4 separate regions of the Mus musculus genome follow, and all the other regions are linked to region 3. A link is a contact called in public Micro-C and promoter capture Hi-C data. All regions are on one chromosome and are shown on one strand. The core of a region is the stretch at or near the end of the contact, and the rest is flanking DNA. Distances in the headings are between cores, read along the strand shown.

Evidence for each region. Promoter capture Hi-C pulls out the DNA fragments that hold promoters and counts their contacts. A called contact is a pair of places that touch in the nucleus more often than the background predicts.
Region 1: a contact with region 3 is called in a promoter capture Hi-C map of pre-B cells, with 3 times the contacts expected there. The contact joins the promoter of Spns3 here to the promoter of Haspin in region 3. A contact is called at or near these places in 4 of 39 promoter capture datasets (the C10 cell line, embryonic stem cells, liver and 1 more).
Region 2: a contact with region 3 is called in a promoter capture Hi-C map of pre-B cells, with 7 times the contacts expected there. The contact joins the promoter of Ube2g1 here to the promoter of Haspin in region 3. A contact is called at or near these places in 2 of 39 promoter capture datasets (hippocampal neurons and pre-B cells), 4 of 484 Hi-C or Micro-C datasets (CD4 T cells, CD8 T cells and embryonic stem cells), 3 of 115 datasets of contacts at active chromatin or transcription factors (embryonic stem cells, epiblast stem cells and extraembryonic endoderm stem cells) and 1 of 9 other capture datasets (liver).
Region 4: a Micro-C map of embryonic stem cells shows a contact between it and region 3, with 2.6 times the contacts expected there. The contact joins the enhancer-like site here to the promoter of Haspin in region 3. A contact is called at or near these places in 3 of 39 promoter capture datasets (the HPC-7 cell line, hippocampal neurons and pre-B cells), 2 of 484 Hi-C or Micro-C datasets (both in embryonic stem cells), 5 of 115 datasets of contacts at active chromatin or transcription factors (embryonic stem cells, large pre-B cells, pancreatic cancer cells and 1 more) and 1 of 9 other capture datasets (embryonic stem cells).

Annotation. Positions count from the first base shown.
Region 1 is chr11:72,547,832-72,554,747 of GRCm38.p6, forward strand. Spns3 (spinster homolog 3) reads right to left here and starts at 2,415. Exons shown (of 12, transcript NM_029932.3): 1 at 2,167-2,415. The coding sequence starts at 2,377.
Region 2 is chr11:72,603,175-72,609,577 of GRCm38.p6, forward strand. It overlaps Ube2g1 (ubiquitin-conjugating enzyme E2G 1), which reads left to right and starts at 4,087. Exons shown (of 6, transcript NM_025985.4): 1 at 4,087-4,461. The coding sequence starts at 4,416. Gm51906 (a long non-coding RNA gene) reads right to left here and starts at 3,989. Exons shown (of 4, transcript XR_003949712.1): 1 at 3,767-3,989.
Region 3 is chr11:73,133,303-73,139,722 of GRCm38.p6, forward strand. Haspin (histone H3 associated protein kinase) reads right to left here and starts at 4,992. Exons shown (of 1, transcript NM_010353.2): 1 at 2,182-4,992. The coding sequence starts at 4,959. The coding sequence ends at 2,695. Itgae (integrin alpha E, epithelial-associated) reads left to right here. Exons shown (of 31, transcript NM_008399.3): 25 at 541-604; 26 at 689-796; 27 at 5,153-5,209; 28 at 5,465-5,560.
Region 4 is chr11:72,573,323-72,579,631 of GRCm38.p6, forward strand. All of the region lies in intron 2 of Gm51906 (a long non-coding RNA gene), which reads right to left. It also overlaps the pseudogene Gm12712. Among named protein-coding and RNA genes, the nearest start is that of Spns3, 26 kb to the left of the region's middle. Within about 2 kb of position 3,394, at least 85 of the 459 cell types and tissues checked have an H3K27ac peak or open chromatin away from gene starts, as enhancers often do. A contact at or near this core is called in embryonic stem cells, hippocampal neurons and pancreatic cancer cells, where this site is marked.

The DNA of each region.
Region 1 (6,916 bases), core at 1,165-3,664, 590 kb before region 3:
CCCACTACCCCTTGACTCCTCTGATCAGTACTGCCTTGATTGACATGTCTCTGATCCCCACCCTTAGGCCCGGGTCAAACGCTTCCCATGTATGAATTCTGAAGTCATTCATCCTCAGGGCTGCCCTGCTGGCACCTACCCCACTCTGTCTCACTTCAGACCAAGCTGGGCACATGGTCTGTGCCCCTCTGAGTTGCTCAAAGATACAGCCCTGCTCTGATAATGTCTGCAGACCCCAGACTCCCATTCATTCTACAGAGGTTCCCAGCTACTCTAAATACATAGCTGATGGCCCAACATTGGGGCTTTGGTCATGGCCAGCAGTGGCAGTTACTCACCTAGGCTTCCCAGCCTGCCTGACTCCATTCATCTGCACCATTCCCTGCCTCTCTGCCTTGCATGGTCGTTATTGGTAAACAATTCTCTGAGCCCTGTAAGTCAGTTGCCCCTGCAGTAGGAACCACACATCTGAGTTTCTCCTAGGTCCTACCAGAGGCACATTCTCTCAGTGCTCCCACTCACAGTGCTCCCGCTCTCAGTATTCCTGCTCTCAGTACTCCTACTCTCAGTACTCCTGCTCTCAGTGCTCCTGCTCAAAGTACTCCTGATCTCAGTGCTCCTGCTCAGAGTGCTCCCACTCACAGTACTCCTGCTCTCAGTACTTTTGCTCTCAGTGTCTGCTCTCAGTACTTTTGCTCTCAGTGCTCCTGCTCTCAGTATTCCTGCTCTCAGTGCTCCTGCTCTCAGTACTCCCACTCTCAGTGCTCCCACTCACAGTGTTCCTGCTCTCAGTACTCTTGCTCTCAGTACTCCTACTCTCAGTACTCCCACTCTCAGTGTTCCCACCACAGTGTTCCTGCTCTCAGTACTTTTGCTCTCAGTGCTCCTGTTCTCAGTGCTCAAGCTGGAACAAGTGGATGATGAAAGAACAGCTAGGCATGCTGTCGCACCTGTAACCTCAGCACTTAGGAGACAGAGGGCAAGAGGATTGGGAGTTCAAGATCATTTTCAACTGCATAGTGAATTCAAAAGCAACCTGATCTTACTTAAGACCTTGTCTCAAAAACAAACAAACAAAGAAAAGAGGCTGGGTGGTTTCACCCCAGTAAGTGATCTGCAGCCTCTCCTGAATGGTCCCAAGCCAGAACAGGGCACAATGTGTGTGGGGGCAGCGGTGTGAGTGGGTGGATGGGACTGTGCTCTGCAGCAAAGGCGTTGGGTTCAGGATGGAGCTGCAGGCAAGGTTACGGAGGGCAGAGCAGCCCTCTACATCAGTTATTAGAGTGCTTATCCAGCATGCACAAAGACCCTGGGTTCAATCCCTAGAACTTCATAAAGCATTGTGGTGGCAAGCCTGTAATCCCGGCCCTAAGAAGGTGAAGGCAAGCATATCAGCAGTTCATGATTATTCTCAGTTACATAGCGAGTTTGAATCTAGCCTGAGCTCCATGAGGCCCTGCCTCAAAAAAGAAATGAAGGCTGACAAGATGGCTTAGCCTGTGAAGGCGCTTGCTGAACAAGCTTGGAAACCTTAGTTCAATATCTGAAGCTCAAATAAAAGTGAAGGAGCATGCACACACAGGCACACACACATACACACACATGTGTGCACGCACATGCATACACACTCTGTCTTTTTAAAGAAAGGGCTGAATATAAACTGATGAAGGAATGAATGGGTGACTAGATGAGAAAAGACAAGTGGAGCCCAGACACAAAGGAGTGCGTAAGTGAGAGACAGAACACAGAAGCAGGTTGTACCCTGTTTCCAATAAGAAGAAAGGCAAACTGTGCAAGGTAGGCCAGCAGCCGGCTGCCCCAGAAACAGTGCAGGCAGAGCCATTCTCACTTGGGAGCTTGGCCAAGCTGCTCTGCCCTCCGTAACCTTGCCTGCAGCTCCATCCTGAACGCAAGCAACGCCTTTGCTGCAGAGCACAGTCCCATCTACCCACTAACACCCCTGTCCCCACACACATTGTGCCCTGTTCTGGCTTGGAACCATTCAGGAGAGGCTGCAGACCACTTGCTGGGGTGAAACCACCAGAGCTGTGCTCCTAGAGAGGTACGAGGGCTTGGAAGAAGAAGGCCACCAAGGATACACAGTTGTGGGCTTTTAGAAGGGGGGTATCTGAAGATACTGCCCCACGCTACCCCTCCCATGCTCACCTGGGATGATGAACCAGTTCATGTAATTCAGAAGGTTGATGTAACAGAGAACAGCTGCAGCCAAGTAAGCTCTCCAGCGGGGCAGGCTCCAGGGGACGGGTGTGGAGGGAGGCAGACACGTACCTGAAGCCAAGGCCCCATACTGCCCACCTTGGCTCAGGCTCTGGCTCTGTGGCCCTCCTGTCTGAGGTTTGAGACACTCTGTGGACATCCCCTCAGCAGTGCTAACTGCAACTTCTCTGTCAGAACGGGTGCCGAACAAAGCTACATCAGCTTGCCACCAAGTCACTTCCTGTGGGCTCCCAGCCTCTCAACCTCAACAGGCTGCCCCTTTAACTGCCAGACACCTTATCATCGCAGGTTCCTGCTGAGCACAGCGCAGCCACACTGGTGGGATTTCATCACTCTAGGCCTCTTAGCCCTGCTGGGGTAAGACGCCATGCACTGGTGATTGGATAACTCTGTGGTCCCTCAATCTAGCCTATGGCTGCAGCAGGGGCAGTGAGGAAGAGACGCTCCTAGGACAGGAAATGAGAGGAGTGTCCCCAAGCCTTGCTCACTGCAAACTGCCCTGCCTGTGCAGAAGATGGGCCGTTAGCACAGCCATGAACCAGGTTAGATACAGGAGGGTAGGTGTTGACCAGGATGGTAAGGAAATTGCACAGAGGAACAAGATAACAGAGATATCTGAAGACATAGAGACAAGCTTATGTAAAACTAACCCATGGGGGCTGGCAAGATGGCTCAGCCTGTGAAAGTACCTGCCACCAGGCCTGCTTGACATATGTTTGATCCCCAGAGCCCATATGGTGGAAGGGGAGAACTGCACAAAGTTGTCTTCTGACCTCCAAACATAACATACACCAAGGCACACAAGTGCACGTGCAGGTACAGGAGTACTCTCTGCTCTGTCTCTGTCTGTCTGTCTGTCTGTCTGTCTGTCTGTCTCTGTCTCTCTCTCTCTCTCACACACACACACACACTTTCACTCACATCCATACAGACACAGAATAAATAAATTTTATCAACAAGGAATAAGTCTAGGGAGATGTTCTCAGGGGAGCTGTAGAAATTGATTGCCAGTTGCAAGGGTAGAAAAAGTACAAATACACAAAGCCATCAGTGATGGCCCACACCTGTAATTCCAGCACTTGGGAGGTGGAGCTAAGACTATCAGGAGTTCAAGTTCACCATCCCTAGCTACATGGTGAGTTTAAAGCCAGCCTGGGCTACATGAGACCCTATCTCAAAACAAAACAACATTAAAAAAGAGTAACCATACAGGCCAATGAGATGGCTCAGCAGGTAAAGGCACTTGCTGTGTAAGGCTGACAGCCCAAGTTCAATCCCAATCCCAGGTAAAGATGGAAACTAACTCCACAAAGTTGTCCTCTGATCTCTATACATGTGTCATGGTACATGTGTCTCCACACACATCATGCACACGCACACAATATATTTTAAAAGTATTTAACAGCCAGGCATAATGGTCCATGCCCTTAATTCCATTTAATTCCAGCACTTGGAAACATAGGCAGGCAACTGTCTGTGGCCAGCCTGATCATGATCCACAGACAGAGAGGTCCAAGTCAGTCCAGTCTATGTAGTGAGAAGACACTGTCTCAGAGCCAGGGGTGGGGGCTGGAGGGTGCTGTGGGGTGTTGGGCAGAGATCTGACAGTTATGTGCAACCACCGCCTTTGCCTGGCATCTGTACCGAAGGGGAAATGCACAGTGCCAGATGCCAGATGAATGGATAAAATTAGAGTACAGAAAGTAGATCAGGAAAAAACTTCACAGCTGTCCGATGCGCTCAGGTGCCAAGCATTAGTTATGTAAACAAATGCCCTTGATCTGAAGTGTCTGCGGGCTGCAGTGTCTACGATTTACTCTTTCAAGTGGTGCTGGAAAACATTAATAGATCCTAGAGTTAGTAAGCAAACAGGGGTGAAGGTTGAGGCACAGAAAGATGGCTCAGTGGGGTTAAGGGTGATTGCCACCAAGGCTGACTACCTGAGTTTAATTCCTGGGAACAACAAGATAGAAGCAGAGAACTGACTCCTGAAAGTTGTCTTCTGACCTCCACATGCATACACACGAAAATAATAAAAATAAAATACAAGCATGTAAAAATGTCAAGTAAAGCAAATGAGGCAAAACATTAGCAATAGATGAACCTAAGGCAAAAGTTAGATGGTGTTTCTGGTCTTATACTGTAATCTTTCTGTACGTTAAAATGATTTCTAAGTAAAAGTTAAGTCAGAAAATGACAACCCGGCTTTAAAATGTACAAAGCACTTGAGTAGATGCTTCTCTACAGATACACAAATGACCAACAAGCTTGTGAAAGGCTATGCAACATTACTTAGAGAAACGCAAGGCCAAACCACTAGGAGATACCACCTCACACCCACTGAGCCACGGCAATAAAGAGAGGAAATGACTGGTGTGGGCCAGGCTGCTGAAACACGGGCAGTGTCGGTGATGCAGCCACAGGAGATAGGGTTAGTGGTCCTCAAAAGGTTGAGCCTAGAACTGTCATGGGATCCAGCAATGCGCCTTCTATGTACATACCCCACAGAATGAAAAGCAATGCGCCTTCCGTGTACATACCCCACAGAATGAAAAGCAATGCGCCTTCCGTGTACATACCCCACAGAATGAAAAGCAATGCGCCTTCCGTGTATATACCCCGCAGAATGAAAAGCAGGGATTCAAAGAAATATCCTTACACCCAGCTTCGCAGCAGCACACATATGCATATAAATAAAAGTGAAAATATGAAGTAAGACTAGACCTACAGAAGCAGCTAGGAGTGGAGTAATAGTCGTAGTGTGTGCATGGCCCTGAATTCAATCTCCAATATGAAAAGAAGGAACAGAGGGAGGAACAGAGGGAGGGAAGAGAGGTCAGAGAGAAAGATGGCTGGGGCTATATCTCAATGGTACAGTGCTTGCATAGCATGCAAAAGGCCAGAGGTCCTCGGTTCAATTTTGCAATAGTTGCAATACTAAAATAATAATAAGTGGAAACAATAGAAATGCTAAAGATCTGAGAAACAGGCAAGCTGTAGCATGCCCAAACAATGAGATATTATACAATCATAAACAGAAATAATACAACTCATCACAGATGATCCTCAAGAACAAGGCCGAGAAGCCAATCACAAACAGTCACAGCATCATCGTATGGCTCCGTTCCTTGGAAACACCTAACAGGTGTCCATAGAGACAGCAAATTACTGGTTGCCAGGAGGGGAGCAGAGAAAGCTTAATGAATGCCAAGTCTGTTTGGAGCTAGAAGCAGGAGTGGCACACAACACTGTATAGTACTAATAGCACTGAGTTATTTGCTTTACAAAGGCTTTCAATATTTTTCTGGTTCTCGAAATAGAATCCAGAACCTTACATATACTAGAATGGCTTTACCACTGTGCTGTATGCCCAGCCCATATTGTGTGTGTGTGTGTGTGTGTGTGTGTGTGTGTTACATACATTATATAATATATATGTTATAGAGATATATAATATACATATATACATATATACACACATACATATATAGAGACATATACATACAATATAGTCTTACTATATTGACCAGGCTAGCCCTGAACTCCTAGGGTTAGGCAATACTGTTGCCTCTGTCTTCCAAGTAGCTGAGACTACAGGTATGAACCACTAAACGTAAGATTTTATGTTATAGGGGCTGGAGAGGTGGCTCAGCGGTTAAGAGCACTAACTGCTCTTCCAGAGGTCCTGAATTCAATTCCCAGCAACCACATGGTAGCTCACAACCATTTGTAATGTGATCTGGTGCCCTCTTCTGGTGTGTCTGAAGACAGCAACATTGTACTCATATACATTAAATAAACTATTTTTTTTTAAAAAAGGAAGATTTTATGTTATACAAATTTCACAACCATTCTTGGAGTTGTTTTGGTTTGGTTTTGTTTTGGACGCAGAGACTTAATATGTAGCCCAGGCTGGTCTTGAATTCACAATTGGCCTTAGCCTTCTACATACTGAGATTACAGGCGTGAACAATACCTGTTCAAGCAGACCGGGTATGGTGGCACAGGCACAGGTGACTCCAGCTCCTCCAGGGGCAGAAGTGTTTCTGGAGCTCAGGAGTCTGGGGCCACAGTGAACTCTGCTAATCAGGTGTCCACATCGAAATGGTGACCTCTAGGAAGCAGGGACAATCAGCCTGCTTGTGCTGAGCTGAACAGGGATGCCCGTGAGCAGACACCACAGTCTAGTCTGGGAACACATGAGACTTCTCTTTCCTTTCCTGATTAGAATAGTTCATTGAATAAACATTCTTTATATTTTTTATCAGTCCTTTGAGAATTGTATGCAATATTTTTGCTTTTGCTTTTGAGACACAGTCTCACTGTGTAGCTCTGGTTGCCCTGTAACTTGCTACAATGTAGACCAGGCTAGCCTTGAATTCACGGCAATCCACCTACCTCTGCCTCTCAGTGCTGGGATTAAAACTGTGACAGTCACACTCAGCTGCCTGCTCCCTGCTTTACGTGCTGATTTGTGCTAATAAAATTCTAGCTGGGCAGAGGTGGTGTGTGCCTTTGATCCCAGCACTCGGGAGGCAGAGGCAGGAAGATTTGAGGCTAGCCTGGTCTACAAAGTTAGTTCCAGGACAGCCAAGGCTAAACAAAAATCTTGTTTCAAATAACCAAAAATAAAATAAAGTAAACATAAATAAATAAATGTTCACCATTACCTCAATTT
Region 2 (6,403 bases), core at 2,837-5,336, 530 kb before region 3:
AATGAAGACAGTAGGATAGAATAGAGGACCTAGAAATCAATCCACCAAAATATAGCTTCCTAATTTTTGACAAAGGTATTAAAAATAAACATTAGAGAGAAGACAGGCTCTTCAACAAGTGTTGCTGGTTAAACTGGCTATCCATAGGTAGACCAACAGAACCAGAATTCTGTCTTCACTCTGTACTAAAGTATATTCAAAGTAGATTAACAATCTTGATTTAAAAACCACTATCATTATTTCTTTCTGAGAGAGGGCCTCAATAGTCCTGGCTAACCTGGAACTCCCTATGTATACTCAGCTGACCTGGAACTCACAGAGATACATCTGTCTTTACCTTCTGAATGCTGGAAGTAAAGGCATGAGCTACGATGCCTGGCCCTTTATTTTATTTTTATTTATTCTATTTATATATTTTCAAAGACCTAAATGTAAGGCCTGAGACTCTGAAAATACTTTGAGATACAGGGATAGGCAATGGCTTTCTGAAAGGATTCCAACACACCAGGAAAGAGCATAAATTGACAAATGCTGTTACAGGAAATTAAAACAGCAGAGGAAACAACTGCCAAGGGAAGACACAACCTGTGGAGTTCGGAAAATCACTTCAGAATCTACATCTCATAATTTTTTTTTAAAGATTTATTTATTTTATGTATATGAGTATGCTGTCATTCTCTTAGACACACTGGAATGAGAGTATCAGATCCCATTACAGATGGTTGTGAGCCACTATGTGGTCACTGAGAATTAAACTCAGGACCTGTGGAAGAGCAGTCAGTGCTCTTAACCGCTGAGCCATCTCTCCAGCCCTTACATCACATAATTAATAGCTAGAATCTACAACAAAGAAAAAGAGGAGGAGGAGGAGGAGGAAGAGGAATAAAAGAAGGAGAACAACAACAACAGAAACCCAGGTAGCATCTTAAGAGATCCACCTGCCTCTGCCTCCTGAGTGTCAGGATTAGAGGAATATGTTACCACCTTCTGGCAATAAATAATTTTTAAAAGTCAACCAGTCAACCCAGAAAACTTATCCAATCAACAAGTGGACAAATAAGATAATTTTCAATATATATATGAAAAGTTGTTTAAATATCTTTAGCTGTCAGGGAAATACAAATCTAAACTTGAGAGCTCATCTTTCCCTAGTTGTTATCAAGGAAGCAACAAATAGGGTGAGACAGCTCAGTGGGTAAATGACTGCATCTGGCTCCTTGAGTTTCATCTCTGAAATCTGTGAGGTAGAAAGAAAGATTGACTCCTCGAAGTCGTTCTTTGACCTTTACAAATGCACTGTGGCACACATGCACGAGCATGCTACATAAAGAAAAAACAAATGCTGAGGATGGGTAGATGAGTTAGAAACCCTTATCCTGCTAGAACGTAAATTAGTGCAGTCACTGTGGAAGTCAGTTGGAAAGTTTCTAAAAAACAAACCTAGAGCACACACCTTTTAACTCCAGCACTCAGGAGGCAGACGATGGTGGATCTCGGTGTGTTTAAGGCCAGTCTGGTCTATACAGTGAGTGCAGAAACAGCCAAGGATATGTAGAAAGACCTTGTCTCAAAACAAACAAATATACAAATCAAAAATAAACCTAAAAATAAAGGGGGGAAAGATGGCATGGTAGTTAAAGGACCTGAGTTTGATTAACAGAATCTACAAGGTAGCTCACAACCACCTGTGCCTCCATTTCCTAAGGGATCTTTTTACTGACTTCCAGAGACAGGGCACACTCATGGTGCATATACATCCACAAAGATACTCACTTATCCATAATTTAAAAATAAATCATTAGAAAAGAAAAAGTTACTTGAAAGAAAATGGATGGACCTAGACAGCATCTTGCTAAATGAAATAAGTCAGACTCAAAGACAAATGAGTGTTTTCTTTCTCACATGTGGAATCTTAGTTTCAATAAAATTAAGAGCTGAAAGTAGAATGGAATGATTTTTTGGAAGAGGAAGGGAACCAGTGGGAAAGCGATGTGGAACAAGAAGGTAATTAAGAATCTGTGTGAACACGAGCAAAGTGCATATACAAAAAATGTCTTAGTGAAGCTCATTGCTACATAATGAATGTATTTAAAAACAAAAATACAGGGGCTGGAGAAATGGCCAAGGATTAAGAAAATTTCTTTCGGGGCTGGAGAGATGGCTCAGTGGTTAAGAGCACTGACTGCTCTTCCAAAGGTCCTGAGTTCAATTCCCAGCAACCACATAGTGGCTCACAACCATTTGTAATGAGATCTGACACTCTCTTCTGGAGTGTCTGAAGACAGTTACAGTGTACTCACATATAATAAAAATAAATAAATCTTAAAAAAAAAAAGAAAATTTCTTTCAGAGGACACATAGGATAGGATGGTTTCCAGCAATCGTGTAGTAAGTAGCATAAGACCCTCTGCAGGTCCAATTCTAGAGCATCTGATGTCCTCTTCCAGATTTTGGGTACCAGGCATACACATGGTACACATAAATTCACCCCGGCTCATATATATACCCATTAAAACAAAATCCTTAAAAACAAACCCACAGAGGGATATGGTGGGGCATGGTTTTAGTTCCAATCCAGACAGAGGCAGGCAGATCTCTTGAGTTCGAACCTGCAACCTGGTCTGCAGAGGGGTTCCAGGACAGCTAGGGCTATACAGAGAAACTCTGTCTCAAAAAACCAAAACCAACCAACCAAAACAAACAAACAAACAAGCAAAACAACTACAAAAAACCAACCCCTCCCCTATCCCAACCATAAAGCTGGATTAGTCCCTAGGTGGGCAGTATTTCAAAATGGCAGATTCACTCAATGTTTGTTTCTTTGGTCTGGTGGGACAGTGCTAGGGAGGTAAGCCAGGGCCTTGTGCCTGCTTGCCCAGTAATTTTTATTACATGCCTAACGGAATCTGCTCCTCTTGTTCACTTTACTTGGAGTTCACAGAAGCTTCATGCTTTTGTGGGTAGAAATGGACCTGATTTCCTATGCACAGTTTTTGTTTTCTACAGTCCAGGTACAGGGAAGTAGGGATTGAACAAACACTTATTGAAAGAACAAGCAAGGGGCTGGAGAGATGGCTTAGCGGTTAAGAACACTGGCTGATTTCCCAAAGGTCCTGAGTTCAATTCTCAGCAACATGGTGGCTCACAACCATCAGTAATGGGATCCTATGACCTCTCTTGGTGTGTCTGAAGAGAACAACAGTGTAGTCATATACATAAGTAAATAAATCTTTAAAAGAAAGAAAGAAGAAACAAAATTGAGTGTCAATGTTACTTTTCCCCCTTCCCTTTTTTGTTTCTTTATTGCTACAGTGTTGACAAAGCACTCAACTGGGAAATGGGCAAGGAGGTTGGATAAGGTTGACTTTTCCTAATCTCGGCTTTCACACTTGGACTTTACATAGTAGGTGCCTTTTCTAGAGGAGTCTGATCTATTATGGATCCTCATCCCCAGACGGAGATTGGGTATCACTGTGCAGCGAAGGGGACCTGGGTCTTCTAATCCTCAGCCTCAAGTGTTGAGATTACAGGAGAATACCACCTGAATCCGAACCATTTATCAGGTTGTGCTAATCACAACTCTGCACTTTACTCAGTCTTACTATTTACTTAAACGTTTTCTGCTATGAGACTCATAACATTTTTATTTCAAGGACCATTCTGTGCATTCTTTATGAATTATCACCATGCACTCTATTTTGCGGCTGCTTAAAATGGTGCACACCAGTACTAAATTCGGCTTTGTAACAATGACTAATTCGCACACCTCCGATGTAGTGTTGGATGGCTGCTGGGTCCTCGCCAACATCTACCACTTCTGGTCCCATCACGCTTAGACCTCCTGCTTATACCGGGAGGCAGCGTCCTGACCCTCCGCGACCTCTTTGTCATGGCGTCCGCGGGGCGTCTACCAGCCGACGCTTCCGCAGCTGGGCGGGCGTGGACCTTCCCAAGATGGCGGGGCTGAGCCCACTGCGCGCGGTGGGCGGGGTTCCACCGCCGGAGGCGGGGCAGCAGGGCCGAGGGGTCGGGCTAGCAGGAGTGCTGCTTCTGAAGGAGGCAGGCTCAGCGCGCTTGCGCGGAGCGGCCCTGCGCGCAGTGAGGCAGTGGCGGGGGAAGGCACCGGTGGGGCCGACGGGCGGGCAGAGGAGGGAAGCGGGCGAGCGAAGTCCCAGTGCGCGCCGCGGCGGCCCGGGTACCCTCCCCTTCCGGGCGTGAGGCGCTGAGCGAGGAAAGCCGAGCGGAGCGGACTCGCATAGGCGGCGAGGTGCTTCTCGGGTCTCCCAAGACCGGCCTCCCCGCGGCTTCGGCGCTCCGGTCCGGGTTCCTCAACACACATCTAGCTCCAGGCACCGGCAGAGCTTGTCGCCAGTCCGTCGAAGTCCCGGTGGCGGCCCGGGCTCTCGGTGGGGAGGATGACGGAGCTGCAGTCGGCGCTGCTACTGCGAAGACAGCTGGCAGGTGAGCGGCGGGGCGCCGGGCCGCGATCGCGGACTGCCGAGCCACTCGCCTCCTCTCGCCCGCTCGGAGGCTGGGTGGTGGCGGGCCGCGAGGGTGGGAGCCCGCGAGTCGCGGCGAGCTGGCGACACTCCTGGCCCGGCTGTGGAGGGTGTTGGGGGCGGGGACGCTCCCCAGCCTCGCCCTCGGACGGGCCGGACGCCCTGGGCGGCTGCCCCCTCCCCCACGGCACTGGGGCGTTGCGGGGGAGGGGCGTGGGTCCCGGTCGGGCCGACCCTCCCTGAGGGGCGGATCCCGGGCTCAGGTGCGGCGGAGGCCGCGGAACCTCGGGGACCCCGGGAGCTTGCGGGGTCCCCGCGCGGCTGTGAGTCCGAGCCGTGTCGGGGGCCGGAGAGGGGAGGCGCGCCAAACTTCTGGCCCGGCAGCGCGGGGTTCGCGGAGTTAGGGCAGACAACAAAAGCGACGGCGGGGCTGGCCCGGGTGCTGACGCGGGGCACCGGGGGGCTCGGCGGGGAGCGCGACTCCGCTTCGCCTGCCTCCGCCTGGCACGAGCTCGGGCTGCGCCGCCCGTCTGGGGGAGGGTGGGCGCGGGCGCTGGGGAGAGCGGCTCGCTGGCCGGCCCGGGCTTTGTGCTCCGTGGGCACGGCTCGGGCTCCTTCGCGCAGGCTCGCGGCCACCGGGCTGCGGCCCGCCTTAGGCTCTGGCCAGGGGCGGCGGCTCAGTGCCTCCCCCGTGGAGTCTCTGTCCCCCTCCCCCATTGTCCCGGCCTCTGGCCGTTTGCGGCTTCCAGGTTGACTTTTTAGGGGGTTGGCTCCTACTCTGCTAGGACTGTGTGAGCGGAGCATGCGCGCTGGAGGCGTACGTGTGCGGAGTGGAAGGGGGGGAGGGAGGAGGCGGGTTGGTGCCTTCACAATGCCGCCCCACGTGCTGCCAGATTTAAAGAGAAATGAACCGGTAGTTAGCCCTGCTGTCCTACGCCAAGCGTGTGCCTGGCTTGGTTCAGGCGACTTCACCCCTCCTCAACCTGTAGCCAGTCCTCTCCCCCCACCCCCCTTTTAAACTTTCTGAAAGCCGGAATGTTGATAAATGAAATAGATTTCTATGAGTTTGAGGTGTCAGCTAAATCACCTTTATGACTTCTTAAGGAAAAGGTCGACAGGGGCTGTTACAGATTGTATAATTAGGTTTATTATTAGACCATGAGCTAACAGGTTTGGACAAGTATTAAAATTCTAGGTGGGACAGCAATTTGAAGTGGATGGAAAAGTTAGAATCCCCATCAGAAATATTTTCGAAAGAAGTTAAACAATTTATTGCATCTTATTTAAAAACATTCTTTTTCTGAGGTCTTTTTCGCCTTTTGTTTTGGATGAAGGAATTAAAATTTTTGACTTAGTAGGAATTCTTTATCGAAACCTGCCTGGTCTACTGTAGTGGATTCTGGGACATCAAGGGCTATGTAGAGAAACTCTGTCTCAGAAAACAAAAACAAAAACTAACAATAAAATCAACTATCTGCATTAATTTTTATTATGTGGCAAATTATTAAATAGACGGTAAACACTGAATATTAAAAGGATAACCTTACATAGTGGAAATGACATACATTTTTAAAGGTGCAAAAGATTTTACAGTTTAACAATACCACTATGTTAAAATAAGACCCATTTGTGAGCATCTTTTTTTTGGGGGGGTGCTGAGGTTAGACAGTTTTTCTAAGGAGTCCTTCACTGTCTGGAACTCACAGAAATATGCCTGCCTGCCTCTCTCTGCCTGTCTCTCTGTGTCTGTCTGTCTGTCTCTCTCTCTCACAGGTTTTCTCTTATATAACCCTGATTGTTTTGGAACTCCATGTAGATCAGGTTGGCCTTGAACTTAACACAGATCTGTCTTCTGCCTTCCAAGTGCCTGCCCCCCACCTTCTTGTTCTTTGAGCTGGAATTTG
Region 3 (6,420 bases), core at 3,742-6,241:
AACCGATGTGATGCTATCAGAGTGGCTGTGGGGTTGGAGAAGGGGCTGGGAGGGGGCTCAGTGAGAAAAGTTGTCTCATGGGGACCTGAGTTCAGGTTCTCAGCAACCACAGAGAAGTCTGGTGGTGTGGCCCACACCTGTAATGTCCGTGCCGGGGTGGGTGGGGTCAGAGAGGCATATCCTTTGGGCTTGCCAGCAAGCCAGTTTAGCTACAACAGCAAGCTCCCAGGCTCAGTGAGACACTGTCAAAAACTAGGAGAGAGTAGGGGACCTGACATTGACAGGCAAGTACACTGCCACGTGTACACACGCACAAAGTTGGAGAAAAGATGGAAAACTCCAGCTGGGTAGAGTCCAACTGCATGGCTTACAAACATTCTTCTGTCCCAGCTGCCTTCCAAGCACTTCACATTTTGACTTCCAGCGTTGAGTCTTCTTAAGGCCCTGTGCTGAATGTCCTAGTGTACTCATCGGGAAACACTAAGTTCATTCGGAACCAGGAAGGAACCTTGCGTTCTCACACATGCCCTCTCATTGCAGACCCTCAGTGATGTACATGAACACAAGCCAAAGCCCTTCTGACCACAAAGAATTCTTCTTCAATGTAAGTGTACAGCGCTTGCTGCCAACCTAAAGTTGGTAGAGCCAACCAACGAGCTCTGACTTTCTGCTCCTTTTCTTCTGCCAGGTGCATGGGGAGAATCTTTTTGGAGCTGTATTCCAGTTGCAAATTTGTGTCCCCATCAAATTACAAGATTTCCAGATTGTAAGAGTGAAGAATCTGACAAAGACTCAGGTATTTAAATGGGAGTCTGTGATTGCATCGCTTTCCAAAGACTACAGATTCTCAAAGATATAAAAACGAGGCCTGGTGGCACAGGCTTGCATACACAAGGACATTCCTAAGTTCAAGCCTGCAGCTATGGAGTGAGTAACCCGAGATCTATAATGGTAATTTTAAGAGGCGTTTCTGCCCAACTCCACCCTGTATAGCTCCCAAGAAAGAAACAGAAACCTTATTAACAAGCTATAAACCTAAACCGGGCAGGTTCTGAGCTATTTTAACCTACATCCCCAGCACAGCCCCGTTACCTGCCACCTGAGTCTTGCTCTGTTTGCTCTGCTCCACGTGTTTCCTCAGGGTGATTTTTCTCTTGGCCACATGCTCATGGTCCATCCTGCCTCATAATGACCTCCATCTTCCCCTCCTTTGTCCTTGACATCATCCCTACTTGAGACCCTCTCCTCAATCTTAAGTCCTGCCTTCCTCTCTTTCCTGCCCAGTCACAGGCTTGAGCCTTTTATTATCCAATCAGAGATTATTGGGGATCATTCTTTACAGCACATTGGTCAATGCAATGCCCCATGGCCAGACTGCAATTGGATCTTGGAGCACAGAACTCAGCATCTGAATACACAATGCATAAGACCAACCCCAACAGAGATCTTCTCATATACTAAAGAGGGCTAGGGATGCAGCTCAGTAGAAGGCTAGCCTGCACAAGGCCCTGGATCAAAACTTAGTACAAAACAAAACAAAACAAACAAAAAATACAACAAGGGCTGAAAAATAACTCAGTAAAGCACTGACCTTACAAGCACAAAGCCTAGAGTTTGAGTTTCAGAATCCATATAAAGTGCTGGCTGTGGTGGTACGGGCTTGGAATTTCATTGCTAGGGGAGGAAGGATCCTAGAAACCTAGTTTAACTGGTAAATTCCAGGACAACCAATGACTCTGTCTCAGTGGTGGATGGCATTCCTGAGGATGACACCGAAGGTGTCCTCTGATCTCTTCTTGTCTCCCTGCCCACCAACCTGTACCAGCACACAAACCAATGTGCATTTAATTTTAAAAACAAAAGCCAGCCAGGCAATGGTGACTCACCCCTTTAATCCCAGCACACAGGAGGCAGAGGCAGGTGGATCTCTGTGAATTCAGAGGCCAGCCTGGTCTACAGAGTGAGTTCTTGGAGAGCCAGAGCTATACAGAGACTCTGTCTCAAAAAACCAACCAACCAACCAAAAAAACAAAACAAAAACCAAGATAAGCTTTAGAAGAAAAAACAAGGCTAATTATGGGAAAATATTAGGAGAAACAGTCGGAAGGAAATTAGACATTAAGATTTTAAAGCAGAATCGTAATTCCCTTTCTTTGATGAAAATAAGCCAAATCTCAAACATGAGAGCCACAGAGACATTTATTTTCCTGTTGAAATTCTATAAATTCTGCTCCTGTGATTGGGGAGTGAACCGGATAAACATTTTCCATACTTTCTCTTGGTTTTGACTCTCTAGTCTCTTGCTCTCTGCTCTGCATCTTGACAACAGCATCAAGAGCAGTAAGGACCACAGCTGAGGCTTGGTTTTGCTCATCCTACACCAAGTATCAAGGCTCAAAAACCAGCAACATCAGACTTGTAGACTCTGCTGACAGGACGAGGACTTAAAGATGTGTCCACTTGTCCTCTGTCTAGTTTATTTTTTTTTTTAAAAAAGAGGAACATTTGTTAAAAGCAAGTTTAATCATGTCAACAAATGTTTTGGTTACCTTTTGAAAAACACAGTTCTCTTTTAAGAAGCTGACAGGAACTCTTAAGGATGTGCTTTCACCTCCATCTGGCTCTAGTGGCAGAGATTAGTACCAGAGGCCTAAAAGTGTACTTAAAGAGGCTCTGAAAGTCTAAGTTCCTGGCTTACCTAAATAGACTGTGTTGGCAGAGCAGGTCCGTGGCAGAGCTGAAACTCAGTACAGTCCTGTGGAAATGTTGCAGGTTTTTCCTTATTTGCTTCATGGCTGCGCTCTGGCATTTAGTCTTAAATTTCATCTTATTCAGAATCTTGTCTGTGAGGTAATGCAGCCACAGCACATTATTGTAAGGGTGATACTCACCCCAGCAGTTTTTGTTCTCCTTCCTCATGAGCCTGTAGATCTCAAACTGGTAGTCACCCTCACCTGTAAATAGGTCCTCTTCAGCGGAGATATCACAGAAAACCACAATCCCATCCCGCTCCAAGCGGGACAGGGTGTAGTCAATGATGTTGACCTGTAGCCCATGGGTGGGAATGGTGCTCGTTTTCCCATTGAGGGTGTAGCGGAGTTCTTTGAGGTTGGTTTTCTTTAAGAGCACATTTCCCCAGTGTAAGTCCCGGTGCTCAAAGTGCAGGGATGCTTCTGCCACAGCCAGAGATGCAGTGATCTGGTGGAGAATGCTCTTTGCAGTCGCCACAGAGGACAGCTTGGTTTTCATTCGCTCCAAGTCAACCCCACCAAACTCAAATTCCAGGATAATAAAGAGCTGGTCTTCCTGGAAAAAGTCAGGCCGGTCATTGGCAGATCTTTTGGTTGTGTTATAGTGATCCCAGGCTTTCAGCAGCAAGGGAGGGTAAAGCCCTTGAACACAGTGTACTGAGTTCAGCCCAATAAAGCCTTCTGTGCGGTTGTAGGCCTCACTAGACAAGAGACTCAGCTCTTTGGAGATAATGATCTCCGGCAGGATTTCCTCAAAGGTTTTCTGGTGGGACCCATTGACTAAATCTAACCCTTCAATAGCAATGATTTTTAGGGCTACAGGTGCTTGGTCGTTAATTATCTGAAACACTTCTCCAAACACTCCTTCCCCAATCTTCTCACACCGTTCCAGTTTTTCCGTGGAAAGGCAATCACTAAAGGGGATGGGCCCTTCCTGATTACACTCCCCATAAACCTTTTCAGCATAAGATGGCCTTTGGTCTGTGACATGCAGGGTCTTTAAGGGACTTAGCAAATACACAGAAGAGCATCGAGAAGAAACAGTAAGGTGTGCTCTGTTCTTGATAGGAGGGGTCGAACATTCAGACAGGAGGGACCTGGAGGAAGAACTGGCAACAGAACTGCATACCTCTATCACACTGGTTATAATTTTCTTCTTGTGGAAACCGAAGGAGGCTCTGGTTTTGGTCCAAGAATCCCTCTGGCTAGTATTCAAGTTCCATAAGGAGACTGACGCTTTCCTTTTCTTCTTAGATTGGTGGTAGTGGCGGGGAGGGGTTCCCGTTGCTTCTTGCTGTTTCCTCTTCCGGAGTGGCCCAGTTCTCTTAGGCCTGCTGATTTCCCCTGGTACACGAAGGTCTTTGCAAGCACTGGACTCCTCATAGTCTCTCTGGTCGACTCCTTGGGACACAACCTTTTTACACGCGGCCTTTCTCTTTCCCGGGCTTGTCAGATCAGGGTCCGTTAGTCTGTTTCCCATCTGCTGTCTTCTTTCACAACACGATTCCTTCACATTCTCCCCATCTGTCCCAAACTTGTTCTCTTCTGTGGCCCCTGAGTTCACAAGGCTAAAGAGAGATGACCTGAAGCTGGCTTCGGCTCGGAGGGCCCTCCCGGTGTACCTGTCACCGGTTGCTGCCACCTGGGGGCAGGGCACAGACGGTTCACTTAGGGAGGCTGCCGGCAAGTGGAAGCTCCCGGGGACTGCAGAGTCAGCATACAAAGGGTCGGGGGCTCCGGGCGAGGCCGGAGAGCTGAAGAGGGAGGCACTGGTGCCCAGCTCGTTGCTGTCCCTGGACTGGATGCACACACTGTGGTCCGACCCGAGGCAGCCCGGGCTGCAGTTGGGGAAAGGTGGCGGTCGCAGCCGGCTGCACGGGGTGCTGCACTTCTGCGGGAGCCGAGGTCGCAGCCTTTGGACTCTTGGAGTGTTTGTCAGGGTCCGCTGGTTCCGGGAGCCGCTGCCCCGAGGACGCCTCCGCCGCTGGCCCACGAGGCTGCCGGGGAAGTCGGGGTCGTCCGGGTCGTCGGAAGCGACAGCCGGCGACTCGTTACTGTCGCTGAGGCTGCTGCTGAAGGCGCGCTTCAGGTTCGGCGGCTGGAACCATTGCTCAGCCAGCCCGCCAGGCTGCCGCTGCGACCCCCGGACGCCCCTCGCCGCGTACGTTCGAAAGAGCCGGGTACCCGACCGCGGGTGAGCCTGTGCCATAGCGAGCGCCCGCCCGGCGTTTCAAACAGAAACACCGCGAGACTGCGGCGAGCGCGCGAGCGCCCGTCGGCCCGCTGGGTCCTAGCGCCGGCCCTCGGCTGCGCAGCCTGCCTGACCTCCCGGAAGCCGGCAGGGGGCAGATGCCTAGCGGGACTTGGAGCTCAGGGTGGCTCAGCAAAGGCTCTCTTTTCAGGACCACACTGAGTGCACCCAGAGTCAAGAGCCTGCGTGTGGAAGCGATCCTGTGCAGGTGAGCGAAGTCGTCTCAAGAGCCCGAGAGAGGGATGTGGAGAGCCTCTTGAGAGGGTGACTGCTTCTGCAGTGTTCTTTCTGAGACTTTCAGCCTCTCTGGTCCTGTTTGCCAGGATAACTGACACTTGGCTTGGGCGAAGGGGACTTGCTCAAATGTCTGCTCTGGGACCTTGGATGCCCTATCTTAGATATTCAGATTTTCAATCCTAAAACACGAAAAGGGAGTAAGCAGACTCACCTTTTGCTTTTGCAGCATGTAAAAGAATGGCATTCAGTGGTCTGTGCTATCACATCTAATAAAGAAAATGTAACCGTGGCCGCAGAGATCTCCGTGGGCCACACTAAGCAGGTACTTGAGACTGAGAGACTGCAGATTGGGTCGTCCAATCCTAGAGGACCTATCCTCTAAGAAAGGATAATAGCATCTGAAAGGTGCCGTTCAAAATAGATCATTTGATTGGCCTGTCTCAAACAGCTCTTAGCAAGTTACTTAGTAGGGATTTTAATCTTTTTCCATACTAAGACATGTTGGAATGACCTGTGATTACCTCTTTGTTTCATCCCCAAGTGTATCCCAGCAGCAAACCCTGCCATCCCACCTTCAGAATACATATGAAATCACTTCTCTCTGTCTCTATTGATGTGGCTGTAATTTAGGTCACCGTCTCTGGCCTGTTGCATAACCTTGGACATGCCCTCTTTGTCTTGGCTTCCCCCCTAACCAGTACAAATAGTTCTTCAAGAGCTGGAGGGCCAGGCGTGGTGGCACACACCTTTAATCCCAGCACTCAGGAGGCAGAGGCAGGCGGATTTCTGAGTTCAAGGCCAGCCTGGTCTTCAAAGTGAGTTCCAGGATAGCCAGGGCTATTACAGAGAAACCCTGTCTCGAAAAAAACCAAAAAAAAAAAAAAAAAAAAGAGCTGGAGAGGTGGCTCAGCAGTTCAGAGCATGCGCTCTTACAGAGGATATGTTGCTTCGGCTCCTAGCACTCAAGTTGGGCAGCTCACAACTACTTGGGACTCCAGCTGTTGGAGGATCTAACTTCCTCTCTTGGTCTCCATGCATATGTGCACATACATGCACACTTATTTTTTCTAAATTGTATACAAGAAGTACGCTGTAGCTATCTTCAGACACACCAGAAGAAGGCATCGGATCCCATTACAGATGGTTGTGAGCCACCATGTGGTTGCTGGGAATTGAACTCAG
Region 4 (6,309 bases), core at 2,144-4,643, 560 kb before region 3:
TTGGGCATCTTGCACGGCTGCTGGAGAGCTGTTTTGTTTTTCAAGATATGGTTTCTCTGTGTAGTTGTGGCTGTCCAAGAACTTGCTCTATAGACCAGGCTGGCCTCGAACCCAGAAATATCCACCTGCCTCTGTCTCTGAGTACTGGGACTAAGGACATGAGCCATCACACTGAACAACAAAAAGATTTTTTTTTAATTGTTGAAGTAACTGCAAATTGAAAATAGGTAGGACAGCTGGGTGGTGAGGACACATGCCTTTAATCCAATCACTAGGGAGGCAGAGGCAGGCAGAGATCTGTGTTCAAGCCAGAGAGAATGCCAGGGTAGCCATGGCAACACAGAGAAACCCTTTCTCGAATGAAAAAAGAAAAAAGAAAAAAGAAAAAAAGAAGGAAGGAAGAAAACAGGTAGAACTAGAGACAAATGTGTATTCCATCTTTAGCAGAATAGGGGGAGTGGTACCGATACCCTAAAAGCCACCGCATGCAGGCAAACACTCATATACATAAAATAAAAAATAAATACATTTTTAAAAATAGCAATGCACCTCTTGCAAGCTGGTGAGGGTACAGCAGGCTCAGAGTAAAGGCAAGGTGGTGCTGGCTAAGTCAATGTGACCCAAGGTAAAGTCACCTAAGAGAAGGGAACTTCAATGAAGAAAATGCCTCCACAAGATGGGGCTGTAGGGCCAGCCAATAGTGCATCTCCTTAGTGATGGATGGAGGAGGGCACAGACCACTGTGGGTGGTGCCATCTCTAGGCCAGTGATTCTGGGTTCTAGACTGAGAAACAAGTGTTGGGCACTTACCTTTAATCCCAGCACTTGGAAGGCAGAAGCAGGTAGATTCCTGAGTTTTAGTGAGTTCCAGGACAGCCGGGCTACACAGAGAAACCATGTCACAAAAACCAGAAAGGCAAAGAAGTAAGTACAGATAGCCGACTGAGTTAGCAGTCTGTCTAAACTCCCCCTACCCCACCCCCCGACAGTTACCTGGCAACAGCCAGGTATGCTTCACCCCACAGTTACCTGGCAACAGCCAGGTAGGCCTGACCCACTATGAAAGAGGCTGTTTGTCCCCTCCTCTCTCTCTTGTTCCTCTCTTACTCTTCCCTTCTTGCTCCCTCTCTGTTGTTGTTTTGGTTTGTTTGTTTGTTTGTTTTAAGATTTATTTATTTTTCTTTATATGAGTACACTGTAGCTGTCTTCAGACACACCAGAAGAGGGCATCAGATCTCATAACAGATGGTTGTGAGCCACCATGAGGTTGCTGGGAATTGAACTCAGGACCTCTGAAAGAGCAGTCGGTGCTTTTAACTGCTGAGCCATCTCTCCAGCCTGTCTTTTGCTGTTGTTATTTGAGAGGGTTTGATTTTGTTTTCTTGAGATGGAGTCTTTCTATGTTTTCATGGCTGTCCTAGAATTCCCTCTGTAGACTAGACTGGCCTAGAACTCACAGAGATCCACCTGCCTCTGCCCCCTGAGTGCTTGGATGAAAGGCATGTGCTGAGTTTTGTTCATTTGCTTGGTTTTTGTTTGTTTTGTTTTTTTTGGGTTTTTTTGAGGCAAGGACTCTCTCTTATCCAGGATGACCAGGATCATAATCCTCTTCCCTCAGCCTTCCTCCCAAGTACCAGACATGAGTCAATATGCCTGGCTTTTCTCATCATAATTAACAAAGAATATGGGGTGAGAAAGATGACCAGAGAATGGATTTGTTGGCTCACAACTACTTGTAACTCCATTGCCCAGATATTCTTGGCACACTCATGGTATGTACACACACACACACACACACACACACACACACACACACACACAAATACATACGATTGGAGAAAAAATATTTTGATAATTTTTGTGTATGCCTGCATGGATGCACTCTATGTATATCTTTTTTGTCTGCATGTGAGTCTATACACTCCTAAGCATACCTAGTCCCTAAGAAAGCCAGAGAGGGTTCCTGATCCCCTAGCACTGCAGTAATCGATGCCTATGAGCTGCCACATGGGGGAGAGTAGTGAACCCTGGTTTTCTAGAAGAGCAGCCAGTGTTCTTAAATGCTAAGGTGTCTCTTCAGTCCCAAGGGGTAAAATATTTTAAAAGTAAAATAAAATTAAACACACCACACATACACACACCCCAAGATTTAACACAAGCGTAATTCTAAAGCCTGACCTAGTGACACACACCTGTGATCCCAGCACTCAGGATGCTAAGGCTGATGTTAGAGTGTTTTGGGTCAACTTGGGCTACTTAGCAAGACCCTGGTTTTTAGTTTTTGTTTTGTTTAAAAATAATAAGTAAAATTTATTTATTTTTGCATGTTTGAGGGGGAGGGGGTTCACACCTACCATGGTACATGGAGGTCAAAAGACAGTTTGCATTAATCATTGTAGTCTTTCACCATTTGAGTCCTGGAGATGGAACTCAAGGGGTCTGGTTTGGCAGCAAGTGCCTTTATCTGGTAAGCCATTTCACCAGTCAGAACTAATTATGATTATGTACACCCACTACCACTACCACCACCACCACCACCACCACCACCACCACCACCCCACACAACCACCAGCCACCCCCTCTGCCAGTACAGAGGACTGGCGGAGGTGAAATGCGCGGGAGGCAAGCGCTCTTGAGCTCAAGTCCCCCAAGTCCCTGATGTTAAGAGGGGTGGGGGCAAGGGAATAGTAATATCCTCGCCAATGCTGTTTTGTTACTTTAGTTTTTCTAAAAGATTCCCTAAAGTTCCTTTATGAGCTTCGGTTTTGTGGCTGGCACTCCTTAAATTCTGAAGGCACAAGGACCACCCAGCTCCTGACATGTCCCTACCCCAAAAGAGTTAGGAAAACTCCCAACCCGCGTACTTGGGGGCAGCCTTTGCTGACTGAGATGAGAACCTGAGGAGAAGGGCCCGAAATGAAACATCTGGTGAAAATGATTCATTTTGATCACATTCTCTCCAACCTCTAGGCCCCTGGCAGGTATCCCGAGCCCCGCCCCTCCAGCTGTCCCTAAATCACCTTATGGGCCCTGGCTCTCATTTCCGTTTCACCAAAGTCTGATTCTTCACCTTTCAGGAACTGGCTGAATACAGACTGGTCCCACCACAGGGAATTCAGTCCGGCAGTAAGTTGGGGGACTGTAAACTAGTCGTACCTGCTGACCCACTAGGGTACATTCCAGGCAGAGGTGGAACCACGCTGTGTGCTCAGCGTAGATCCGGCGCGCAGCCAGTAGGTCGAGCTCGCCACCTATAGCTTCCTGGAAGTTGGCCCGGGCAGAGTCTGTCTGATATCCACTCAGGAAAAGAGAAAGCCCCGGAAACTTCCCAGGTCCCCAAGAAGGGTGCATCAGGCTTCTGGTGCGACCATCTGCTTTCTTTATCATTCTAATTAACTGCTTGGGGCACACTTGGTCAATTGTGAAGTTATGCAAATGACCGAGGTTGGTATTGTTATTACTAAGAGTCACTTGGTTGCAAAACTGTTTTGACTATTCTAGTATCAAAACCTATCCAGTCTGCAAGGAGAGGGGAGCCTCTCTGCTCTCCGCCCCATCTCACCCCATTTGAAAATCTTTTGGGGGAGGCCATCCTAGCAGTCCTAGTGTGCAGAGAGGGAACTCAAATTAGCTAAGGCGGAGATTTTTCCCTGTGTCTTGTTTTAAGCCGAACCTTCCGGAAATCACTTGCTTCTAGGCTGCTCAGTTTGTCTAGCCTGGAAGAGGGAAAGAGAGCACCAAACCTGGAGCTAATATAGGTAAAAAGCCCTCAGTGTCCTAAGAAAACAAAGCCTGGGAGGTAGGCGCATCACCAGTAGGAATGATGGAAGGGAGGGAGGTAGAAAAGGAAGAGGATGGGGAGGGGAGGAGGAATAGGAGGATGGGGAGGGGAGGAGCAGCAGCCGCGCCGCCGCCGCAGTAGAAGCAAAAGCATTATGAATCGTTAACTTGAATTTTGCAATAAGCAACTTTTTTTTTTCAGTGTTGTTGACTCTGGGACTTCGTGTGTGCTAAGTGCTAAACATGAGCTCTGTCGTTGATTGTACCCTAACCCCAACAATTAAATTGTTTTAGCATAAATATATATCACAAGTGGATAAAAATGTATTATTCAAAATTAAAATTTACATAACTCTAAAAAAGACTTTAATGTCTTGAACGTTTTTGTTAATGTTTATTTTGCGTGGTGCTGGGGCAAATGTGGGTTTTTACGTGTGCTAGTCAGATGCTTTCGTCTAGGAACACCCTCACTCCACTCTAGCAATCCGTGTGTTTGTGGGGGAAGGGAGACAGAATATCACCTTGTCCTGGTCTCCGACCCTTGCCTGGAACTCACTACATAGATCAGGCTGGCCTGCAACACAAGAGATCTGCCTGCCACTGCCTCCAGAATGCTGGGCTGGGATCAAAGGCGTATGCCACCGGGATTGGCTACAATGACTGCTTTTCGTATTTGGGCATACACAAGGATTTGCCCGAGTGTGGGAGCATGAGTGGAAGCCACAGGTCAAGTTCTCAGCGTCGTCATTTATTGTCTTCTACCTTATTTTCTTAAAACAGAGTCTCTCGTTGTACCTGGTGCTAGAGATTAGAACTCAAGTTCTTACGCTTGCTACTCAGTCCTACAACGGGTGTTCTTGCTGCCACGTGAACATCTTCTGAGACTAGAAGCTCTGGAAAAGACAAGGTGGCAGAAAAAACCTGGGTAGGAGGAAAGGGATCAAAGGCCCAGGGCTTGCCTTCCAGCTCCCCAGGATCTGTGCTCACCAGACTAACGGACACACACACACACACACACACACAGGATCAGGATATGGAAGGGGACCAAGATGGTAAGTCTAGCAGGACATCAGGATTTAGAACAGGAACAACGTGGTAAGTCCTGTTAATTCAGGAGAGAACTAGCTCTGAACTAACCTTCCAAGGAGGCAGGATGTGTCACTTCGAAAGACAGGGGCATGACACACCCCAAAGGTGGTTTAATCTGATGTGGCCAGACTAGCAGTATTGACAACCCTCCTTTGGACATGTGACCACTCCAATCCAATGGCCGCTGGGAGAATAATAATCTGAAAACATTTCTCAGTGTTCCATCCTGAAGGCAAATTCCAGCTCAATTCCCACCTTTCCTCCTAACCCCAATTTGCCCCAGGGTCACTCAGTAGCCTGCCTGTCTTGAAGCTTACCGTTCATCCCGGGGTGGGGGTGGGGGGCATTTCTGAAGTACCCTGCAGCCTCCTCTTTACCTCCAATTTACCCAGCTCTCCTTCTAATAAAGCAGGTCTCATCTTGCCACTCCCCAGCTGCAGATCCTCCCACCTTTGCATTTGAGGCTTTGCTTCAGCCCTTAGAAGCAGAAAAGCAGGACAAACCAGGGCAGCTAAGTGAGTAAGCCAAGCCTCTTCCAGTCACTCAGGAGAAACTTACTCACTCTGGGAGTAGCTGAGAGCTGAGGACCCAGGCTCCTGAGCCGGGGGCTCTGTGGCTCACCCTCAGGGGACAGCCAGACTTTACCCAGTTACGAACAGATCTTGGAGTTTCTTTCTTTTTTTTTTTTTTTTTAAATTTATTTATTTATTATATGTAAGTACACTGTAGCTGTCTTCAGACACACCAGAAGAGGGCGTCAGATCTTGTTACAGATGGTTGTGAGCCACCATGTGGTTGCTGGGATTTGAACTCCGGACCTTCGGAAGAGCAGTCGGGTGCTCTTACCCACTGAGCCATCTCACCAGCCCCGATCTTGGAGTTTCTATGCAAAAAATGTGAATCAAAATTATGAGAATCAGCCAGGCAGTGGTGGCACACACCTTTAATCCATCCCATCATCACTCAGGAGACAGAGGCAGGTGGATCTTTGAGTTTGAGGCCAACCTGGTCTACAAGGGAAGTTCCAGGACAGCCAGGGCTACACAAAGAAACACTGTCTCAAAAAAACCAAACCAAACCAAACCAAACCAAACCAAACCAAACCAAACCAAACCAAACCAAAAAGTAAATAAATAAAAACTAAACAAAACAAAAACCCCAAAACTATGAGAGACCATTTCACCTGTCATCAAAGGGCACAACAAATAACAAAAATGACCCAAGTAGGGGCTGGCGAGATGGCTTAGAGGGTAAGAGCACTGACTGCTCTTCTGGAGGTCCTGAGTTCAAATCCCAGCAACCATATGGTGGCTCACAACCACCCGTAATGAGACCTGACGCCCTCTTCTGGTGTGTTTAAGGACAGCTACAGTGTACTTACATATAATAATAAATAAATTAAAAAAGAAAAAAAAAAAAGACCCAAGTAGGTCCCTGAAA